Linked DNA regions of Mus musculus: regions 1 and 3 are each linked to region 2. Evidence: chromatin contacts called from public Hi-C and promoter capture Hi-C data. All regions are on one chromosome and are shown on one strand. Each heading gives the region's core, a stretch centred on a gene start, on an enhancer-like site or on the middle of the called end of the contact. The rest is flanking DNA. Distances are from core to core; before and after follow the strand shown. Region 1 overlaps Cnksr3 (Cnksr family member 3). Region 2 holds the start of Fbxo5 (F-box protein 5). Region 3 has its middle 82 kb from the start of Ipcef1.

The links. Promoter capture Hi-C pulls out the DNA fragments that hold promoters and counts their contacts. A called contact is a pair of places that touch in the nucleus more often than the background predicts.
Region 1: a promoter capture Hi-C map of liver shows a contact between it and region 2, with 3 times the contacts expected there. The contact joins the enhancer-like site here to the promoter of Fbxo5 in region 2. A contact is called at or near these places in 3 of 39 promoter capture datasets (cranial neural crest, hippocampal neurons and liver) and 2 of 115 datasets of contacts at active chromatin or transcription factors (pancreatic cancer cells and stem cell-derived neural progenitor cells).
Region 3: a contact with region 2 is called in a Hi-C map of bone marrow-derived macrophages, with 8 read pairs. The contact joins the enhancer-like site here to the promoter of Fbxo5 in region 2. A contact is called at or near these places in 3 of 39 promoter capture datasets (the 3T3-L1 cell line and cranial neural crest), 1 of 484 Hi-C or Micro-C datasets (bone marrow-derived macrophages) and 3 of 115 datasets of contacts at active chromatin or transcription factors (acute myeloid leukemia, astrocytes and bone marrow-derived macrophages).

The regions. Positions count from the first base shown.
Region 1 is chr10:7,116,693-7,120,335 of GRCm38.p6, forward strand. It overlaps Cnksr3 (Cnksr family member 3), which reads right to left. Exons shown (of 13, transcript NM_172546.2): 13 at 2,370-3,643. The coding sequence ends at 3,596. Among named protein-coding and RNA genes, the nearest start is that of Cnksr3, 94 kb to the right of the region's middle. Within about 2 kb of position 1,904, at least 140 of the 459 cell types and tissues checked have an H3K27ac peak or open chromatin away from gene starts, as enhancers often do. A contact at or near this core is called in liver and pancreatic cancer cells, where this site is marked.
Region 2 is chr10:5,803,980-5,807,774 of GRCm38.p6, forward strand. Fbxo5 (F-box protein 5) reads right to left here and starts at 1,486. Exons shown (of 5, transcript NM_025995.2): 1 at 1,280-1,486. The coding sequence starts at 1,358.
Region 3 is chr10:7,060,875-7,064,832 of GRCm38.p6, forward strand. No RefSeq gene overlaps it. Among named protein-coding and RNA genes, the nearest start is that of Ipcef1, 82 kb to the left of the region's middle. Within about 2 kb of position 2,262, at least 66 of the 459 cell types and tissues checked have an H3K27ac peak or open chromatin away from gene starts, as enhancers often do. A contact at or near this core is called in acute myeloid leukemia and bone marrow-derived macrophages, where this site is marked.

The DNA.
Region 1 (3,643 bases), core at 654-3,153, 1.3 Mb after region 2:
CAGCTACATCTCTAGTACCACTGTTTGATTATAACATCTGGCTGGAGCAGTTACATATTGAACTATTTATGATTTACTTCTTTATGTTCCAGCTGTGACATCCTATCACATACTACCTGGCAAATGCTTTTATGTGTGCATCTACTATCATCCATGATTGCATTTGGTGATTGTCGTGATGTTATAAAACAAGGAGGACTTTAAGCAAAACAAGATCCTCTAAGTCTAAATCAATGTGAGCAAAGCTCATACAAACCCACAGGGCCTGGAGGGGTCTGCAGTGATCCTCTGCAAATACATAATGACTTCCAGCTTAGTGTTTTTATGGGATTCCTGAGTGTGAGTGGGTCTCTGATTCTTGTACCTTCTCTGGGCTCTTTTCCTTCTGCTGCTTTGCCTTGTCCAAATTTGATGTGATAGTTTTTAACTTAAATCATATTTTGTTAAAAAAAAAAAAAGAATGAATGAATGAATGAATGAATGAATGGAAAACCTAGCCACTGTCATTCTTACCTGCTGGGACAGGGACAATCAGTTTTCTCCAAGAGTGACACTTGGACAGGCTTCATGTTCAGGAGTAGTTGGCAAACATACAGTGGACTCTACAGGTTTTGGTGTGTGTGTGTGGACACTTTTATTTGACTACAGTGTGGTGGGTTGGGTTCATTTGTTATTGATTTTCTTTTTTTGGTTTATGATTGTGTTTTTGTTTTTTTTGTTTGGAGCTTTTGTTTTTGTATTTTTGTTGTTGTTGTTCCTTGAGAAAGAACTTAAAGTTGGGTAGGTAGGGAGTGGGTAGAAGATCTAGAAGGACTTGGGGAAGGAGAACATAATTAAACATATAAATCTTTAAGATGTTTAAAGTAACACAAAATAAAATAGAATTTAAAAATGTTTAAGTGAAAAACATTTCTTTAAAGGGGAGGGGGGGGGGGATGAAGCCAGGCAGTGGTGGCGCACACCTTTAATCCCAGCACTTGGGAGGCAGAGGCAGGCGGATTTCTGAGTTCAAGACCAGCCTGGTCTACAGAATGAGTTCCAGAACAGCCAGAGCTATATAGAGAAACCATGTCTCAAAAAACAAACAACAACAACAACAACAAAAGTGTGTATGGGGGGTGATGGGGTAGGGTCAGGTTGGACAGGACTAGGAAGTCACCAGGAAGTTCCTGTGCGCACACATGCATGTGCAGACCTGTGCGCACAGACACCGAGTTCCTTCCTTGGCTGCCCTTCCATCGTACATACTGAAAGCTGATCTTTCACTGACCCAGAACTTGCAGACTCCAGCCAGTCTAGCCGACCAGCCTGCTCCTGGGATCCCTCATCTTGACAGCCTGGGAGTGCAGGAGGTGTAGAGTTACCACACCTGCAGGGATCGGAGGGATCCAAACTCTGGCGCTTTCCTTGTTCAGCAAGCTCTTTATATACCAAGATATCTCCCCATTTTGAGGAACTACTATTAGCTGTTGCTATATATTTCAAAAGCAGAGTTTTACAAAATCCTTTAGCAGCGATAGAGTTTTTAAACATAATTCAGGTAAAAACCTCAGACGAAAATACAAAGAAAAGAGACATTGTGGAGGCTGTAGAGGAAGCCAGAACTTTCCCTGGACTTCCCCCAGAGCTTCCAGGAAGAGTGTGGGAGGGAGGCACCATCTGGTGTAATAATTTGAGTTGAGCGCTGCAGACAAGAGTTAAGTCTGAGTTCTGAGAATCCATTCTTAGGACGCTCCTTCAATTTAGAAGAGACATCTGCAGAGAAAAGTGCCCATCACACTAACCATGCTGTCCGAAGCTCTGCACACCATTAAGCAATGGGACTGTAACCATCTTCCAGACCAGAGAGTCAAAGCAAGCATCGTGTCTGGGCACAGAGCCCAGGTCAACAGGAAACTGGCAGGGGCCAACGCTCCTGGAACACAGCTCCTTCCTTGCCCTTTCCTGTACTCTGCTCACAGGCATGCGCTATATACTGAATGAATCACCACAGAAGCCTCTTCAATCCTGTTTGTGGGGGCTGCCCTCCCACCCCCCACCCCCAGCCAACAGATTAGTTTCTTGAAGTGCCCCAGACACTGCTGGGAATATGTTGTTGTAAGTGTAAAAACAATGACACTGGCAGAGGTGGCTACTGTGCCCCTTAACACTGCCACAGAGGCATTTAAGATGGGGGGAGGGGAGGCCTTACTAACTCCAGTCATCCTGCGCACTGCACTTCAGGCAGGTCACTGGACAATCCCAGTGGTGAAGTATGTGGACGCTGGGCTTCAGCTCTGCCTAGGAATACCTTGGAACATTTCTTTTCTGTAGTGTCATTTACGTTTGTTTCTTTCGCTCCTCTACCACAAATTCATAAAATCCCAAATGCTTGGAAGAATTTATTTCCGTCTTTAATATAAGTGCCCACACTGCCAACGGCCAGGAGTGGGTCACTTGTAAATCTGAAACCACGTTGAATACTCTTTTTCCTTGGGTTTCACATATGACACAAAACAGAAACATTTCAATTATGTGTGACTAAGAGTAAGAAAAATATACAACTCTATTTAAAACACTTAAATTAACAAGATAGGGCTTTTTCCACTCTAGCAAAATATTGTACATTCAGTTTTAAACAAGAGTTAATATGCAGACACACATTTTCAAAATACCTGATCCTAGTTGAAAATCAGTGACGATGAGGCTTTCCAAGATATTTCTAATTAGCAAAAATGTGTACACCTGGGAAGGACTGTAGGTTTCCCCCCCCCCCCCTCGAACACAGACATCAAACAGATCAACACTGCAAACTGACCAATGCCTCATAACTCTAACTCTGGTTGCTTCTGCTTCCTGAACAATACACTTTGGCTGTCAGCAAATCTTATAGCTCCTTTCCCATATACAACTGCAACACCATTCACAAAAAGCACACACTTCTTTGCATATGCTAAGTTCCATCAAAGCGTGCTCGTGAATTTGTGTATTGGCTCACCTACATGGAGGCTGTTACTGAAAGGGGGGTGGGGGGGTGGCTGGGCGCGGGTAACAGCTGATCTGTAGGTAAAGAAAGCCCTGCTACAAAGAGCCTCACACACATCATTCTGTGGCGGACGCTGCCATACTTATAAATATGTTCTATAGCTTTAAAAATCAAAGCAAAGGCTTTTCTCCTTTGGCTTTTTCAGATGCAGAAGTTGGACCACAAACTGACTATGGGTTTTATCTATGCGACAAAACCCATCAATTTCAGTCCCCGCTGTCCAAGAAAACAAAAGTGAACAATTTTGCCAATTCCTGACATTAAGTTGTCTGACCAACACCACACTTTAAAGAGCATGTCTCCATGTTCCCACAGTGGGACGGCAGAACTAGGCAGGCTGTGCCATGTCTGTCCTTCCTTCTGCCTCCACAGATGGCACCTAAGATCCACTGGATTTGATGCCCTCTGGTTGACTTGAACACTCCAGGAACAACAGTATACAACCTTAAAAAAAATGGAATGAAGTAAAGTTGCCACGGAGCACTGTGGAAGGAGTCTAAAGAAGCTGTCCACTGAGGAAGAAGGCACTTGCTAGCAGGAGACAGGCAGGAAGCTGGTGGAGCAGCCACCTCAGTGAGTCAACAGCTTGAGGCGAGTCAGCCAGCTGACCAGCAGCGA
Region 2 (3,795 bases), core at 236-2,735:
AGGAAAGGTGATTGAAAGTATAAGCCAAGAGAAAACCTTTAAGTCTACTTTGAAAAATATTTAAATGTTCTAATTATTTTTTAAGGTTTCTTCAAGGCTGTAAACCCAGTGGGGGAGGGGAGTTGGGGGCAGCAAGCATTTCCTGAGGAGGAAAGCTGAGCAAAAGAATCCCTTCGTAAACCATTAAATTTCTTATTTTCTAACGGAGACTCGGGTACTCTTTTACAGACACATTCTGCTAAGCTAGTACTTTCTTCTCTTCAAGACTTAATTCCTTTTCTGATGAAGAAAGATTATTGAGGATATATATATATATATAGAGAGAGAGAGAGAGAGAATGAATTACCTCTTCCTTCAGTTGGAAATTTTCTACGATAGAACCGATGCATCTTTCATTGAGATGCCAAGAAAGATAAAAAATTAATAAGAAAATAAACAATTGATTCTCTCTGCTCACCTAAACGTTGGAAAAAGTGACCATTAATTCTTCAAAACACCCGAAAATTAAACAATCCCTCCTCGATTCTTTCATCAGCTAAACACTACAGGCAAACTCACCGTTTTGGAGGAAAAAGGGCGCTTTTTAAAAGGCCCTGCTGACTCCAGGCCTTGAGACTTACTGAGAAGCAGCAAAACAGGGGAGGAAAAAAAAAACTTTTTCCATTTGGTACAGTGGGCAGGCGGGGGCTGGGGGGTCCTTTACATTTGGCGGGAGCTGAGAAGGAGCCCCTAGAAATGCTGAGGGGGTCGGTGGTGGGAGGTGCCCCGAGGGCGCGGTGCACGAGGGAAGGCGGGAGATAAGCGCGGAGCTCAATCTCCCGCGCTCTCCAGCCAGGGCTCTGAGGGCAAAAAGTTACGGAGACTGAGTATGGATGTGAGATAGATGAGTTGTGAAATGGGGGGCGTAGAGGCTAGAGATGGGGCCATCTGGCCAGCTTGGAGTCCCACAGTCCTGTCACAGCTCGAGCATGAGTTGAGGAGGGGAGAGGAGGGGGCATTTGGCGCCCAGGCAGGGGGTGGGGTGGAATGCGGCGCGCAGAAGCCACTACCTTGCACGTCCCCAGTGCAGGGTCTCGGGGTGGGATGGAATAGTAGGACCCCGTACAAGGCCGACCACATCTGTCCCACTCTGCACCAGCCACCCTTGCTCCGCGCCTTCCTCCCAGTCCCGGGCCCAAATAGGTCGCCTGAGGCCCGGAACACCGTGATCTGCAAGCACCCAGTTTCTGAGGCTGCCGCCACAGAGAAAGGATTCCCACGATGCCCGCCTCACACTCACCGTCCACGGTAGTCCGCGCGCCAAGACGGCAGGGACAGGAGGACGGCCGGCGCAGGTCACTGCAGGTGCGCCGGCTCATGCCGCAAAACTCGGGCTCCAATGCTGGGGAGGTGGCGGCGACGACAGGAAAAAGGTGGCCGGCCAGACGAGGCGCCGAGCCGCAGCTCTTAAAAGGCGCCAGCTGGTACTTTTAAAATCTTTGAATTTGGTGCCCAAATCAGAACAGACCAATGGGGCGCGGCGTTTGCACAAGCGTGCCAATAGGCAGGCGGCATGAGAGGACGCCCTCGCTCGCCCAATAGGAGGGCGCGGGGGCGGAGCCAGCCCTGGAGCCTGGGCTCCTCCCACACGCCCAGATCCTCGCCTCCCCAAAGTTGCTGATGGAGCTGGCAAGCACGCCCATGTAGGCGTGGCCTGTGAAGGCGGCTGGTCCTCTGCGCAAACCCGCCATGCTGCCCTCTCCCCGCACCCCCCCTCCGTTATCCCGCGAACCGGCTTCTCCAGAGTCCTCATGTCCTGGGGACAGCTCCGACTTCTGCCTGAAAGTCTGTGATGGACACAGGCGGGCCCCCAGTCTTCCTCCATCGTCTGTTACGAGCGAGTTTGCAGAGCTGCAAACCCGCCACTCTGAGTGCACACCTTCCGGAAAACAAGCCCTTCCCCTGGCTCCGGACCCGCCTCTCTAGGATTTAGGCGCGCTCTACTCTCCCTCCTAAATTGGCTCCACCCCCTGCCTGGAGCTCCTGCGCTTGCGTATTGCGCGGCCGCCACTACGGAGTTGGCGGGTTGGCGCTTGCGCGCGAGGAGCCTGGCGGTTCCCTCCGGGCGGGGCGGACTAGCTGGGGGGGACATGTGACCGGAGAACCGCCCTTGCCCTGGGGATGGCGCGCAGCAGGACCCCGGCGTCCCTTTGCTTGGCGCCTTCCGAAGGCTGAGGGCGCGGCCTAACTTAGATCTGGCCATTGCATTCTTTTTTTCTTTTTTTTGGGTTGGGGGCGGGGGGGCCGGTTCGAGACAGGGTTTCTCTGTATAGCCCTGCTTTGGCCATTGCATTCTTTTGGGTTTTCAACCACCACGAATTCTTAAAAGTGTTAATTTGTATTTTATTTTATGTGTTCTTAACCTTCGTTGGCTAGGCTCGACAGCCGACCTGTTCCCCTAAATAAGTCAGACTCCCGTCTCTTTGGGGTGGAGCGCCCTGGCTGCGTGGATATTTTTATATCAAAGGCGAGAGTGAAAGTATTATTAAGTCTGATGGTGAGCTATAGTGCACCACTAATGATGCTGGGCATGCACGTCTTGAATTTATTTCTAAGTGGTGACAATACACTTAACTTCTTTTCAGACTACAGAGCAGTAAAGCTACAGGATATGCCATTTCCCTCTTGCTTTTCTGCAAGAGCATATGACTTTCTGTTAGTGTTCCATGCAGCTCCTGTGTAAAGCGGGACCAAGATTGGACTGAGTCATACAAACGTTGGGTGGATCCAGTTTTTATCAAATTCTTTTTGTTTATCCCTAGTTTTCTGGCATTTTCACGTTTGGAGTGTTGCAAAAAAAATAGTGATGTAGGTGGTGTTGCTTACCAAAATCTTGACCGCTATTTCTGTTTTGTACCTGAGAACTTTGCCTCTAAGTAAAAAGGCTGAAAAGACACGAGCCCTGTCTTTAAGGAAGTTTATATCCTAATGAGAAGGAATTTGGCAATCAAAATTTTCAGTAAATGAAAGATACTAAACTACGTGTTAAAAGAACTGTTAATAGAGACATAGGTTGAGAATCTTGAATGGTCAGTTAAGTTTGACACTTTGAACTGTATTGACCTCACAAAGAACTACATTAAAAAAAGTGCCTAGAGCTCAAGCAAGGGGGACAGGGGTGTGTGTGTGTGTGTGTGTGTGTGTGTGTGTGTGTGTGTGTGTGTGTTTGCATCCGGAAAAGTCAGAAGCTAGATCATGTGGTATTTGTAGATTGTAAGAACTTTAGTTGGAGTCTTGCTGAATGGATATTAAAATGCTACGTGGTCGGGCATGGTGGCACACACACACACACACACACACACACACACAGGAGCCAGAAAACCTAGTTCCCCAGCAGAGAGAGTTACACAGAGAAACCCTGTCTCAAAAAACAAAACAAAACAAAACAAAAAAAATTGTCTCAAATAATTTTAAATGCTGTACCAGGGAGATCTTTGTGCATGCGAAATATACTTCCTAATGTGAAATAACACTAGATGCAGACCATTGGTGTGTACAATAATGGATTTGGCTTTTAGAGGCAGTGGGAACCTGTCACAGTGCTGAGGAATGACAAGAAAAAGCTTACTATTAGCTTGCCATTCTTAAATATCTTAGCAATATTTTCACTTTATACGATTGTGCTTAGAAGTCTAAGATCTTACTGTGGTTTCAGAGCTAGTCAAGGAGTGTACAAACTTTTGAATCCTCGTGAGATCGGGAAGTATTCTTGAGGGCAAAATGAACCAAGTTCCTTTCAGCAAGAGTCCAGTAGTT
Region 3 (3,958 bases), core at 1,012-3,511, 1.3 Mb after region 2:
TTCTTCTCAGTAGTATTTTTATGTAATTAAAAAAGTCCTGCTCCTGTTTTGTTGACAGCATCATATCATAAGAATATTCCAAAAATGTCATTTTACTGGTGGTATTCCTTCATTTGGACAAACAAGTGACTTTTAGGTATAATGTTTGTGTTTAATAAACATCTGTCTTGGTCTACTCCCCCTACCAAAGAAATAAATTCTATGCTTATAAGCTACATGGTCATAGAGGCTGAGACATTCAAAGTCAAGACACAAGCCATCAGGCTCTGTATATGATGAGGGCTGAGTCTCTATAGATAGGGTCATGTGTCCTTGAATGGGGGAAAGGAACAACGGTTTGTCCCTCAACTCTAGATCCCACCTTTGTCACAAGAGGTCCCATATGGGGACTGAGTATCGATAAAGGCTTCACAAACATACATTCAGACCACAGCAATGACTCTTTAAAAGACACAACCCCATCTTAGGAAACTTAGAAAACAGGAGAAAGCATAAAGGAGGGAAGGTGGCTAACTTTCTAGGTATGGGTATGGTGGCTTGAAAACTGAAGAAAATACCCAACGGCCTGCTGTTTGGAGAAGCCCATGGCACGGATAGGCACTCTGTCATCCCTTTCCTGATTCTAACACAACTAAAAAACATCAGCAGTCCATGGTTCATAGAGATGGTGGTAGACACAAATTATGAGCAGATATCCCTTCCTCCAAACTATGTCTCCGTGGCTGTATCATGACATCATCGCCTTCATCACTGTCACTTCCAACAACTTGCCCACAGTTTCCACTGATACCACCACTACCACCACTATCATATCTACCACCACCACTATTACCAGCGACCTCCTCTGTCACTGATACCCTAAGATCTCTATATCACTCCATTACGTCTACTGTCTACCTTCCATCACTTCTACTACAAAAATCTCTGTCACTTCTCCCTTTTCCACCTGCTCTGTTACTCTGCTATCATCTCCTCCATCTCTACTACCATCCGTTACCTTCCACTCATCCCCACCATCCCTAGTATCACTGCTATTACCTGTACGTGTGTAGTCTATGTAATAATTGTCTAGGTGTAATCCTTGGTGTCTAGGATGTCACATCATCCATCCAGAAACCCTCTCTACTATCACCTGTAGTAAAAATTTGGGTTTCTTTTAAAATGCAGCTATACTACATGAATATATTTTTGTTTTAATCCCAGGTGTGGGATACAGGGCTGCTTCAGAGCATCCACATCTGCTGACTATGATTGCCTTGTGCTCTAGGAAGGACATGATTTTTGCCAACTACAGACAGTTTGTGTTTGGAATTCTGGAGATTCTTGAGAGTGTATAAATTTGATAGCCTGAGAGGGTTTATGGCAGCTGCTGCCCCCACTGCTTCTGGCTCCTGTTCCTGCTCCATTTGCTCTTGTTGGATTACTGGTTTTCTGTTTTGTTAGATTGCTGGATGGAGATTGGATTTGGCCCAAGGAACCTGACAGCCCTAGTCAGCAGGAAGTAGTCTAAAGAGGTCTAGGTTCCCTTTCCCCTCTAACCTTCTTTGTCTCCTACCTAGTGTTGGGTTGAAAGGAAGTTGGATGGAATAAAGGTTGGAAGGGTGGTAGACAATAGACACCAATAATGTACCCCAAGAAGTACACTGACAATCATCATCATTTTCACTCCACCTCTCCACCATCTCCTTCCCCTCTTCTGTCACCTCCACTGTCTGCAGTGTTCCTTCCCCTCTGCCATTTCCACCACCATAATATCACTCCCACTTTTCTGACATTTTTATATTCATTTCTCTATACATTCTTTCTTCTCCTCACACTCTCAGATCCTCCACTGCTTCAACCTAACCCTCTCTAAATGTTGCTTTCTCAGTTGCCTGGGTAACAGAAACAATGAATACTTGTCTTAGTCAGGGTTTGTATTCCTGCACAACACATCATGACCAAGAAGCAATTTGGGGAGGAAATGGTTTATTCAGCTTACACAAAACCAAGTAGTACAACACCTTTGCATGACCTTTATGAACAACTTTAATAATCATTTATTCATCCAATAAATATCACTAAGGGCATATGTTGTGGAAGTCACTCTTCTTAACCCTAAAAGTATAGCCATCCCCCAGTTTGCAAACCTTACTTTTCAGAATCGTCTTCACACATAAACGCCCATTATTTAAATGTCATACCCACTAACAACTTGTCAGCCTGTGCTTCAGCTGCTAGTTCACACTGCCCAGCCTCCAAGCCGGACAGAAAGCAGAAGTGATCTGCTCAAGAAGGCTACACAAGTCAAAAGGAAAGTCTCAAGCAATAGCCATGAAGTAATTTCTTATCTCTTGTTGCCACAGCAAGTTACCGCAGGAAAGAACTTCCTATTTCCATGTTCTAGCAATATGCATTGGCTCAATGCAATTTGCTTGAAATGGTCACACATGGCCTTCTCGAGAAAACGCACCTGACATATAAGTATAGTAGATAAAAGCAATAAAGGGTAGATTAAACAATATGCACACCGGATGTTACCTCCCCACTTGTATGATATGAGCCAAAAAGAAAAACCATTCTGCCCCTACTTCCCATGTAGCACAAGTCAGCGCATAGGAGCCAGGTTCTATCTATTACTGTACCATGCCCAGCACTGCACTGGGAATATGTGGGCCCCTGAAGTCTAATAAAGTCTACTAACGCAGTCAAAGATGCCTTATAAATCTGCCTCTTATAATGTAATTCTAATGTTTTTACATAAAGGAAATCTTAGCACTTCGCTTGCCTTCCGTGAAAGCCCCTACATCAACAACACCCAGCCCTTGCTGTCAAACCAGAGATGTTCTGTCTAGCCGGTGACCTCCAGCTGCCTGCACACAAAAGGGGAATTCTCCACAAAGAACACACCTTCTCTATTGTGGGGGAGAGGGAAGGATTCCCCCTCAGGATTTCTCCCCCAAATGAAACCTTCAGGACTCAAACACTGAAGTAAGCACTTCTAAATCAAACCACGGGCTGCAGCCCAAAGCAGCTCTCAATGCAGCCCTCAGGTAACAAGACGAGAACACACAGCAGATGTTCAACTCTCAACTTCACAGCTCTGGTGGAATCACAGGCCTGCGGCATGGTGCCTCAGAGCCTTCTGCTTCAGAAAAGCTGAGCCAACTTCACATCCCAAGAGCCCTATTACAGACCTGGCTGTTCTAAAGACACAGAGTACCTTCATATCACCCAGCAATTGCTTCGACATCAAAGTGTGGCTTTACTTACATGCAATAGAAAGAGAGCCCATCCAAGAGCTGTTTCTGGATCCCTGACCTCACAAAGCCCATGCTAATCTAAGGCCAAGTCTGAAGATGCCACTCCAAGCATCCGCGGATCTGGAGGCTCAGCCCACACAAGACTACTATTAGAGGCTAACTAGAGAAGAAAGCGATTTCAAAAGAAGGGGAAGTGTCATCTCTACTTCCTCAATTCTGTTCATCTTCTTTCTTGCTCTTCTTGAGCCCTCCAGGACATAGCATTTCAAAGCAGTCATGGCCCATCTGTCTGACTTCGTTTATCACAGAAGACTCCCCAGTGTGTTCCTTCCCAGTACACGTGGATGAAGCCCTCCCTGGCTTACCTTTCCTGGTTGAGAAGTGATTCATGGGCACGAGCGTGTCAGTATGGGCAAAGCTTCTCTTGCCGTGTTGGCTAAGGGCTGGAGAATGGCTCAGCAGTTAAGCTCTTCCAGAGGATAGACACACAATCACCTGTAACTCCAGCTTCAGGTGGATCTGACCCCAGGCTAGGTTCAGACATCGGATCTGATCATCTTTAGATTCAAAGCTTTCTATATCTCTATGTCCTCTCTCCCAACAATTTGATGTACTAAAGAGGAAAATACAGGTGAACTTGCTAAAAGTTCTTTCTAAGCATCGAGTTTTGGGCTGGGGAAACAGCTCTGTCACTGAAGTATCCATCATGCAAGCAT